Linked DNA regions of Ovis aries: all the other regions are linked to region 3. A link is a contact called in public Hi-C data. All regions are on one chromosome and are shown on one strand. Each heading gives the region's core, a stretch centred on a gene start, on an enhancer-like site or on the middle of the called end of the contact. The rest is flanking DNA. Distances are from core to core; before and after follow the strand shown.

The links. Hi-C and Micro-C count contacts between places; a contact is called where the count stands out from the background.
Region 1: a Hi-C map of liver shows a contact between it and region 3, with 4 times the contacts expected there. The contact joins two enhancer-like sites. A contact is called at or near these places in 4 of 16 Hi-C or Micro-C datasets (liver, muscle, skin fibroblasts and 1 more).
Region 2: a Hi-C map of liver shows a contact between it and region 3, with 3 times the contacts expected there. The contact joins two enhancer-like sites. A contact is called at or near these places in 3 of 16 Hi-C or Micro-C datasets (liver, muscle and tail adipose tissue).

The regions. Positions count from the first base shown.
Region 1 is chr2:26,045,076-26,048,228 of ARS-UI_Ramb_v3.0, reverse strand. No RefSeq gene overlaps it. Among named protein-coding and RNA genes, the nearest start is that of TRNAG-CCC, 110 kb to the right of the region's middle. Within about 2 kb of position 1,603, at least 36 of the 54 cell types and tissues checked have an H3K27ac peak or open chromatin away from gene starts, as enhancers often do. A contact at or near this core is called in liver and tail adipose tissue, where this site is marked.
Region 2 is chr2:26,064,552-26,067,761 of ARS-UI_Ramb_v3.0, reverse strand. No RefSeq gene overlaps it. Among named protein-coding and RNA genes, the nearest start is that of TRNAG-CCC, 130 kb to the right of the region's middle. Within about 2 kb of position 1,416, at least 13 of the 54 cell types and tissues checked have an H3K27ac peak or open chromatin away from gene starts, as enhancers often do. A contact at or near this core is called in liver and tail adipose tissue, where this site is marked.
Region 3 is chr2:26,205,740-26,209,190 of ARS-UI_Ramb_v3.0, reverse strand. It overlaps AUH (AU RNA binding methylglutaconyl-CoA hydratase), which reads left to right. Exons shown (of 10, transcript XM_042242981.2): 10 at 1-2,764. Among named protein-coding and RNA genes, the nearest start is that of AUH, 200 kb to the left of the region's middle. Within about 2 kb of position 2,015, at least 18 of the 54 cell types and tissues checked have an H3K27ac peak or open chromatin away from gene starts, as enhancers often do. A contact at or near this core is called in liver and tail adipose tissue, where this site is marked.

The DNA.
Region 1 (3,153 bases), core at 354-2,853, 160 kb after region 3:
ACACACACACACACACGGTGGTGTGAGGGTGTGTATGTGTTTGTAGGAATGTGTGAGTAAGTGTGAGTGTGTGTGCCAGCAATGGTTGCCCTTGTGGGCTTGGTCCAGTCCTATCGATATGCTGCTGCTGCTGCTGCTAAGTCACTTCAGTCGTGTCCGACTTTGTGCGACCCCATAGACGGGGGGCCCACTGTCTCTGGGATTCTCCAGGCAAGAATACTGGAGTGGGTTGCCATTTTCTTCTCCAAAAACAACATATAGTCTCCCACTTTTGTCAAAAATATACACACATGGAACAGAATAAAACTACCTGAATTGTTTAAAAATACGATAGTATAGGGACTTCCCTGGCAATCCAGTGATTAGTACTCCACACTTCCATGTCAGGGAGCTCGAGTTTGATCACTGGTCGGGGAATTAAGGTCCCACAAGCTCACACCTCGGGGAAGGACCTTCCTAAGTGGAGAGCGTCCCGGTCTTCCATTGTCCTGGTTGTGCCTGGTCTCAGGCTCACCACAACCCTGCAGGTGGCTCATGAGCTGGTCATTATCTGCCCAAGTCGACACAGTTAACAGAGGAGAAGCCCGTGGAAGTCAGAGGAGCTGGTGCCCGCCCCATCACCACAGGAGTCCCAGAGTCCTCGGAAGGAAGGAGGATCCCCGCTGACAGGGAGAACACAGACTCCAGCAGACAGAAGGGGCAGAGGAAGCAGGAAATCTACTGTAAAGACTCCTGTAAATCCGTCTGCTTCCTGAATCACAGTGGTTCTCTGGCTCGTGTTTCCTCCAACATTCTCTGTCTGATTGCATTCTTATATGCGGATACAATTTTCTGCAGTTTCTTTTCAATGGAACCTGAAAGCAATGCACTCCACCCGCTTGGAACACCAGCTGGTAAGCGTCGGACAGCACATGTATGTACGCATGCACTCCTTTCCTTATGTATTAGAGCTTTCAGCAATTCCCCTAAATGAATCATCCCACCAGTCTGAAATTCTTCAGTACAGAGGACGTTTTGTAACCCGCTGAAGTCCGTGGGTGTGTGTCTATTGGACTAAGTGCCTGCAGACACACACGTACACACATACACTCTCACACATACAACACGCTCATACATTCTTTCCTTCTGGGCTGTCATTTGGGTGTGGATCTGAAGATGTTTTCATCATAACAATGAAGAAAGCTATGTCAAGCTTCGGTAGGACGCTGGTTTCTCTTTCACAAAACTGGGTTTGCCCCTCTGAAGGGGGCCCTTGGCTTGCAATCACTTAGAGGTGCACAATGGTGGTGAATAGTTAGCTTCATGTCACTCAGAAATGCAGGGCAATGCAGAGTGTAACAGAGAAGTTGGGGGTCATAGTGTTTTTAAGAAAGCCCTGGGTCCTCATTCTGTGGCAATTCCCCCTCTGCTGGGGTTTCCAAGAACTCCCACCGGGGCTGGGCTGATGGACTTCTTAGCTGCTCCTGCTGAGTCTGCTGGCCACCCCCTTGTTTGTGAAAGTCCGTCTCAAATGCCGTACATGTGAGTCATTATCGTACGTCTTACATCACTCAGCTTCTTTTGAACTTTTGCTCATTAACCAGGCTCCCTTTCTGGAACTTACCATGCGTAAGCATAATGCCTGTTTATTAATGTTTTGGTCCTGAGGTCCTCGCAATCCTGCTGTGTGGTATTGTTTCCATCAGTTAAAATGCCAGCATGAGGGTAATGAAGATGAAAAGGACAAAGTCCAGTTCTCCAGTGAGGACTCTGGCAGAACATACCCAGGCTGTAATTTCAGTCTGTTTTATGCCCCTCTCTTCATTTGTTTAATATCTGATGATTTTATGACAGAGAAACTGTACATACCTCCTTCACTGAGATGAAGTGTTCCCACAGGAATGTCAGGGTTATTAAGAGAATGAGAGGCAGAATGACTAGGAAATAGAGCTGTGTGTTGGTGTGTTACTTTAAATCCACTTAAAATGAAATGTCTCTGAATCTGCTCTTTCTTCCTGTTTGCTGAGGGGCTGTGATTTATGAGTCCTGCGAGCGGAGCTGTCTAGCTCTTTCATCCCACCTGAGTGAGGGGTCTGCAGGCCGGTGGGGCTGGACCACTGTGGCTGAGTGTGAACAGCATCACAGGGGGTCTTGTTTGGGGATTAGACTCCGAGTTGTCACAGCATGTCCTAGAGTCACCAAGTAAAGGCTGTGTTCTCAGAGTGAACTGGAGCCTGGGCAGGAGGAGGCTTGCAAGTGTGTGCAATGTCGAATGACTGCCCCCAAGTGTCCCTCCGTGGGAGATGAGCACGAAGCAAATAGGATGCTACTGCCGCTGCTGCTCAGAGAGGGGCTCTGCTGGTGGGGAGCGCACAGAGAGGAGCCCAGGAGAATAATGAGGAGTGGCCAAAGCTCAGTGGAAGCTGCGCCCTCTGTAGGACCACCTTTCAAAAGCACAGTGCCCTAGCCACGTTTCTAGAGCATCAGCTGTGCGTGCTAAGTCAGTTCAGTTATGTCTGACTCTTTGTGACCCCATGGACTGTAGCCCTCCAGGCTCCTCTGTCTATGGGAATTCTCCAGGCAAGAATACTGGAGTGGATTGCCATGCCCTCCTCCAGGGGATCTTCCCGACCCAGGGATCAAACCTGCGTCTCTTATGTCTCCTGCATTGGCAGGTGGGTTCCTTACCACTAGTAGCACCTGGGTCAAATGTTCACTCTCCCTTGTGGGACAAGCACTGTCCTTGGGGCTGAGCAGCATCTTGAAGAAGGTGATGCCTGTAAGGTAGCTGTGCCTAATGGGATGAAGGGCCATCTTTTCTGGCACCCTGTTGACCTGCTGTGCTCCTTTGTGTGAATTTTACAAAGGCCCCCTTAGCAGAACACACTTCCTTGGTGTCTTCACTTGTACATTCAGCCCAGGTGAGCAGACCTTCAGGCTGGATCAGGTCGCCTCTGCCCTGTGGCTGGGCAGAATGGAACAACTTAAGTGGTGGCCCTTCAGATAAATTGCACCCTCTTACACTCCATCCAAGCTGGCAGTGGATGAAATCCTCAAAAAACTGTAGAGTGGGCTGAATGTTATACCCCAGAGCTTGGAGCTCTTAGCCAGTGGGCTGGCCTCCTTATCTCCTTACTTTAGGCCAGTTCAGGCCAGCTCTGCTCATTTTCCATG
Region 2 (3,210 bases), core at 167-2,666, 140 kb after region 3:
CTCAGTCCCATGCCCTTGCTTGGACTTCTGTTTGTTTGTATTGGAGGCTTAGCTCGGAGATTATTTTTCTGACAAGTCTTCTGCTACTCTTTTTATATTTATTTGTTTATAAACATCTGTTTCCTCCATTAGATGGTAAACTTTATGACTATAATGTTGGTTTTCAGTCACTAAGTTGTGTCTGACTCTTTGCGATCCCATGAACTTCAGCACACCAGGCTTTTCTGTCCTTCACTATCTCCTGGAGTTTGCTCAAATTCATGTCTGTCCAGTTGGTGATGCTATCCAACCATCTCATCCTCTGTTGCCCCCTTCTTCTCCTGCCCTCAATTTTCCCAGCATCAGGGTTTTTTTCCAGTGAGTTGGCTCTTGGCATCAGGTGGCCAAATATTGGAGCTTCAGCTTATGCCTACAGGTCCATGTTTGTCCTCACCGGCTGGAACAAGGCCTGGCACATAGTAAATGTTAAATGAAAGTTTACCAAGTGAATAATGAACAACAGATGCTCCAAATTATCTGTTTCCTACATCCTGCCTGAGCCTAGTAATAATTTCACCTCGAATTCTCTGCCCCTAACACTTCTTAATCCCCTCTGCCAACTCCTCTCTTAAATACACCCTGGAGTTGTCCTGTGAAATGAAGTGAAAGTCACTCAGTTGTGTCTGACTCTTTTTGACTCCACAGACTATACAGTCCATGGAATTCTCCAGGCCAGAATACTGGAGTGGGTAGGCGTTCACTTTTCCAGGGGATCTTCCCAACCCAGAGATTGACTCCAGGTCTCCCACATTGCAGGCAGATTGTTTACCAGCTGAGCCACCAGAGAAGCTCAAGAATACTGGAGTGGGTAGCCTATTCCTTCTCCAGCAGATCTTCCTAACCCAGGAATCAGACAGAGGTCTCCTGCACTGCAGGCAGATTTTTAACTGCTGAGCTACCAGGGAAGCCCAGAGTTGTCCTGTAAAACTTTGTAATCATTGTCATTGCTTTGCACTCACAGTGAATATATAAATTGTCACTCAGGCAAGAGAACAGTAGTAATTTCCCAGCTGGTGACATTCAGGAGCTGTGGACATCCCACAACAGCACTTTTAGGCTCCAAAAAAAGGTTTATCGGCATTTATGTGGGAGCCATTCCAGCCTGAACTGTACTGAGAAATAAACTTCCTCTGTGGTCACCTCTGGGAAAACCCACAAAGATGAGAGAGTCCCTTCACAGGCAGAGGGACATCCCCAGACAGGGAAACAGCTGGAATGGTCAGAACTCTGAATTTATTGCTGAGACCCAGGAGTGTTCTCTGATCAGCCTGATGGCTGTTTCTAAAAACACGAGGCTCTAGTTCTCTGTCACCCCCCTGCCATTCCTGGAATGGGCCCTAGTAATACCAGAACATTCGTGTGTTTCTGTAAGTACACCATGTTCCTGAACAAAGTTTAGAGTATTTTTCAAACCTCTAGGGATAATGAAACCAAGTTGTCCATGCAGTTATATGGCACATATATTAATAACCAAAGACTTGATTTTAACTTAGCAGCTTTGAGGATACTTCTGACACTCACTTGCATGTTTAAATAGTCACTTTGCCTCTGTTTCTCTCCCTCCACTATGCCCAGCCAGCCTGCAGCCTGAGATTTGGATAAGTGACAGTGAAAACCAAAGAAAATAAAGGGATAAGTTGGCACTATGCCCCATAAAATGATTTCACAAGTCATGGGTCCGCTTGCTCAATAAAACAACCTTCCTATAACCAGTTATTACTTATTCCCACTTGCTGCTCTTGTGGTTTTGGAAAGCAGTCCTTGCCTGTTTTTTCTGTATTATATAAAATAACATCTTTCAGCTTACTCTTCATGCTCCTTCTTATAAACTCCCCGATGGCCAACTTTAGGTTTCAGATCATTAATTTTGTGTTATTTCACTATTGTGATCACTATTAACATTGTGATGTTTGTGCTTTATTTTTCCCTCTGGGTTTATATCAATAGTTTGAAACCAAAATGTCATCATACTGTATGAACAGCTTAATAATCTGCCTTTTTCCCTCAATGTTTTTTGTGAGGCTGTTCCCATGGCTCTGAGAGACCCTCAGCGTGTCAGTTTTATTTGTTGTAAAGTATTTGTTATAGTATTATACTATGCCACTGGCCATCATTTATTTGTCTATCTTCCATACTTAAAAAAATTACTTTATTGAAGTATAGTTGATTTACAATGTTGTATTAATTTTTCCTGTATAGCAAAGTGACTCAGTTAAATATTCATATGTGTGTGTGTGTGTGTGTATGTGAAAAGAATGTGTGTGAATATACACACATTCTTTTCATAATCTTTTCCATTATAGTTTATCTCAAGGCATTGAATATAGTTTCATGTGCTATATGCTAGGACCTTGCTGTTTATCTATTCTCTACATAATAGTTTGCATCTGCTGATCCCATACTCCTAATCCACCCATCTCCCATGCCCCCTGCCCCTTGGCAACCAGAAGTCTGTTCTCTATGTATTTTTAGACATTTAGGTGGTTGTAAAAATTACACTATTTCATGTCATGTTACAAGGAATCTCATTTGATATAAGCTTTTGTGTATTTGTCAGGACCATGTAGGCTTGAGCTGATAATAAGCAAGCTCAAGATCTTGGTGGTTTAACAGAGCAAAGCAGTCACTCAGTCCTGGAGGCAAAAGAAGCACCAGCATTATAAGTCGCCTTCCAGAGTTTGCTTCAGGAGAGCTCCGAGTGAACAGACAGCTCTTACTGCGCCACTGCGCTGGGCAGGATGTGAAACTCACCACTTCCACTCATGGCCTTTGGCCTGAGTCAGTCCCAGGGCCGAGCCTGCCTGCCAAGGAGGTGATTTGTAACCTTCTATGAACCCAAAGGAGAAGAGAGCAGGATGTGGGCAGGCAATGATAATAGCCCCTCTACATGAGGGTATGACTTTTACTTAAAATGCATGTCCTTAGAAAGGGAGTTATTGGGTTTTGCCAACTGTTTTTTCCTAAGAAGCTTATAACATTTTTATCATCCCACCAGCTTGTTTTCTGTCCTGGAAAAGCCTCAAATATTACCACTTTTTACTCTTTGGTGATCAGAGATGAGAAACGCCACCTCATCTTTTAAAATTTATATTTCTTTCATTGCTATTGGGAGTACAGATTGTTTTTATATGTTTAGTAATTCATTTTTATTTTTGTAAGCGGCCCACAGAC
Region 3 (3,451 bases), core at 766-3,265:
ATATGAGTGGGGTTTTCCCACTAATTGATTTTCCAAGGAGCTGCCAGACAGGTCAGATAATACAAATTTCTAGGAGGAGGGCTGTGGGAAGGCTATAGACGTGGTAGTCAGGCCACAGCTGTGCTGATTTTGAGGTTGTTGGCTTTCAAGATACACAAGGGATTTAGAAAGGAGGCTCTATATACAACAGGCACCACAACTAGAGAAAGCCTGTGTGCATCAATGAAGACCCACCACAGCCAAAACTAAATAAATAAATCTTTAAAAAGTCACAGAGCTTAATGTTCTCATTGAGATTCAGTCATCTTTCATGATTAAATGTTCTTTGGATTGTTACAAGCCTTTGGTTGAATTCCAAAGTTCTGTAAACTTTAATTTTAACAATTATTGCTTCCATAGAGGAGGAGATTTTTGGAGATTCTCATTGTACCATTCCCACTGATGTCACTCATCCAGCTGATTCTAATGCAACTGTGTGTATCAAGCGATATTATTGATAAATAAGGTATTCAGAGTAGCTGTCTGACCTCTGGTACATCAGAATTTATGTCTATTGAATAAACTGATGTTTGTTGAATAAAAATAATATATTAATCATTAACTATCAATATTAAGAATATATTAATAATTATCACCAATATAGTATTTACTGTTGTTATTATTTCAGCCCCAAATATTTGCAGCCAAAATGTAAAGTTTATTTGCAGTCAGTAAAGGATAGGGTTTATTGCTGTGTTGTCTTTTAATTGTATGCTCTGAAGATGGACTCAGGAAACAGATATTTTCTGCTCCAGCTGAGGCTGCCCCCTCCTTATCATGAGTTGGCTTGGTCTGCTGAGAATTTGTATTCATTCATCCATCAGTGGCTAAACTGATAGCTGAAGATTAAAGCAAGTCAATCCATAAATGCAGAGTTCAAATAATAAAAGTCAAGAGTTAATTATTGCAATTCTAGCATTTATAAGTGTTTTATGTTTTTGGAGAAATATAAACTTTTCTTCTATGTGGTTAAATTCATGTTCCATTGTTGAACATGAAGACTGTAATGACAAAGCAGCTTATTAATTTGACCTTGTTAGATCTTGGGCAAGATTTCAAATACAGTAAGAGTTTGTTAATGACAGAATCCAAGAGTTATTTTCCTACAAGAAAAAGTATAATGAAAATAACACTTACTGATTTGATTATTTCTAATATCTGCTGGGAAACCAGCTATATTCCAGTTGGTACCTAGAATGTATAATTGTCCCTGGGTTAAGTTTCAGAAGAATTTTTTAGTTACAGTGTCGTTGAAAACAACAGGTAGTTTTTCAGAGTCCTTACACCTCTACTGGCACTGTTAATTCTCACAGCTCCTCAAACATATTGGCCATTGTTAACATGGCTAATTACTGGTGTGCTTCACTAGAGTCTGTGTTGATGTTACAGAAACAGTTTATGCTACACAGACTCTTTATTCATGTAGTAATTACAGCATGTTTGTCCTATTTCGCAAGTGTTCTCTTTGGATAATACTGGCAAGATTAAGTAATAGTTTCTCGCTAACAGTATTGCTCAAGAACATCAAACATGATGGATTGAGATTTGATGTATTACACGTATGATTTGGCTCCTAGCATCTTTGAGCTTTTACCTTTCTTATGTATAAAATAATCTTACAGTGGGGCTATGTCTATTGTTTCCAACACAAATGCCAGGAACTATTTGAGCAAAATATTTGATTTTCATTTTAATGGATAGTTTTTGTAATGACCAAGTGTAACACATCCCAGCCAGCCACAGCTCTGTGCCAGAAACCAGGGACTTCAAAGAGTCTTCTTTTTAGAACTCCAAAGGAACCAAAATGTCTATTTCACCATATCATCCAACTTAATTATTGGCAATAAGTGACTGTTGGCAGGAAGGATGCATCACATGGTTCCAGTTCTGCTTCAGGAAAGGTCAATAGGAGGCACAAACTGGCCTGCATTGTGCAGACGTGGGCTTGGATCCCCGACACGTGCTTCAAAACCCATTATGCAATGTGCCGCTCACTGATTCATGGCTGCTTGCACAAGTTTTTCATTACCCTGAATACAAGCATACTGGGAATGATTAACTTTGTGACATAACTCTCATCACGCCACTATGGAAGATTCAAACAGAGTTCCAAAATCACGTGCTTCAGAAATAACCGAATGTGTTTTGGCTTCTTAATGGGTCTGTGATTAACAACTGCTTTAAAGCTACTGAGTGAAACAGAGAAACCTATTTGGGAATTTTGTCCAGAGAAGGGGGTTTCATGAGCTTGGTTCATGCATAAACACTTCTATTTTGTTTTAGTTTTGCCTTTTGTATTCTAATTTGCTATGAAAAACATCAGATCTATTTTTGCAATGCTCCATCTTATGAGCTCAAAACTGAATATACAGTTTTTTTTTCTTTATTTTTTATATTATAGTTGATTAACAATGTTGTGTTAGTTTCAGGTGTACAGCGAAGTGATTCAGTAACACATATTTTTGTATCTATTATTTCTCAAGTTCTTTTCCCATTTAGGTTATTACAGAGTACAGAGTATTGAGCACCATTCTCTGTGCTATGCAGTAGGTTCTGTTTATCATTTTATACATAGTAGTGTGAATATACAGTTGCTATTATTTAACATTTTGGGGCCACAAAGCTATGTCTCTCATATCCCCCAACATGACAGATAAGTTAATATGATGCTTGTTATTAATTTCACATGATTAAATAGTAAATTAAAATTTTGCATCTTGTTAAAGATTTTTAAATCTTCATTGAGTACAGTGTGACATGCTTGGGGATAAGGACTCTTTGATATGAATGTGAGGAAATCAACTAAAGTGGCTTAGGCACAAAGGAGTTTCATGATTCTCAGCATGGAACTTGGACAGACAGGGGAACCAGGGTCTCAGGGCTTCAGGACAGTCTTCACTTCTTGTCATGTGTCCTCTGGCATATGGCTTCATCCTCTGGCTGGTCTCAGCTCCACGCTGCCTGCCTGACCACTAAGGAAGAAGGGGGACTCTCTTCATTCAGGTCTAACTCAGAATCTCCCAGGAGTGGCCTCTGGTGGGCCTTGTAGATCACATGTCCCCTTTGTGGCCACAGCAGTGGACATTATAAGTGGGGGATGTGAAAGAAAGTGAAAGTGTTAAGTCGCTCAACCACGTCCAATTCTTTGTGACCCCATCGGCTGTAGCCCGCCAGGCTCCTCTGTCCATGGAATTCTCCAGGCGAGAATACTGGAGTGGGTTGCCATTTCCTTCTCCAGAGGATATTCCTAACCCGGGGATCAAACCTGGATCTCCTGCATTGCAGGCAGATTCTTTACCGCCTGAGCCTCCAGGGAAGGCCCAAGTGGGGGGGTGGAGGCCTCTCCAACTGAAGGGAGGGCTGCTATTCCGGCCAGAAAAATCGCAGCAGCCCCTGAGGGCCAACCTTGACT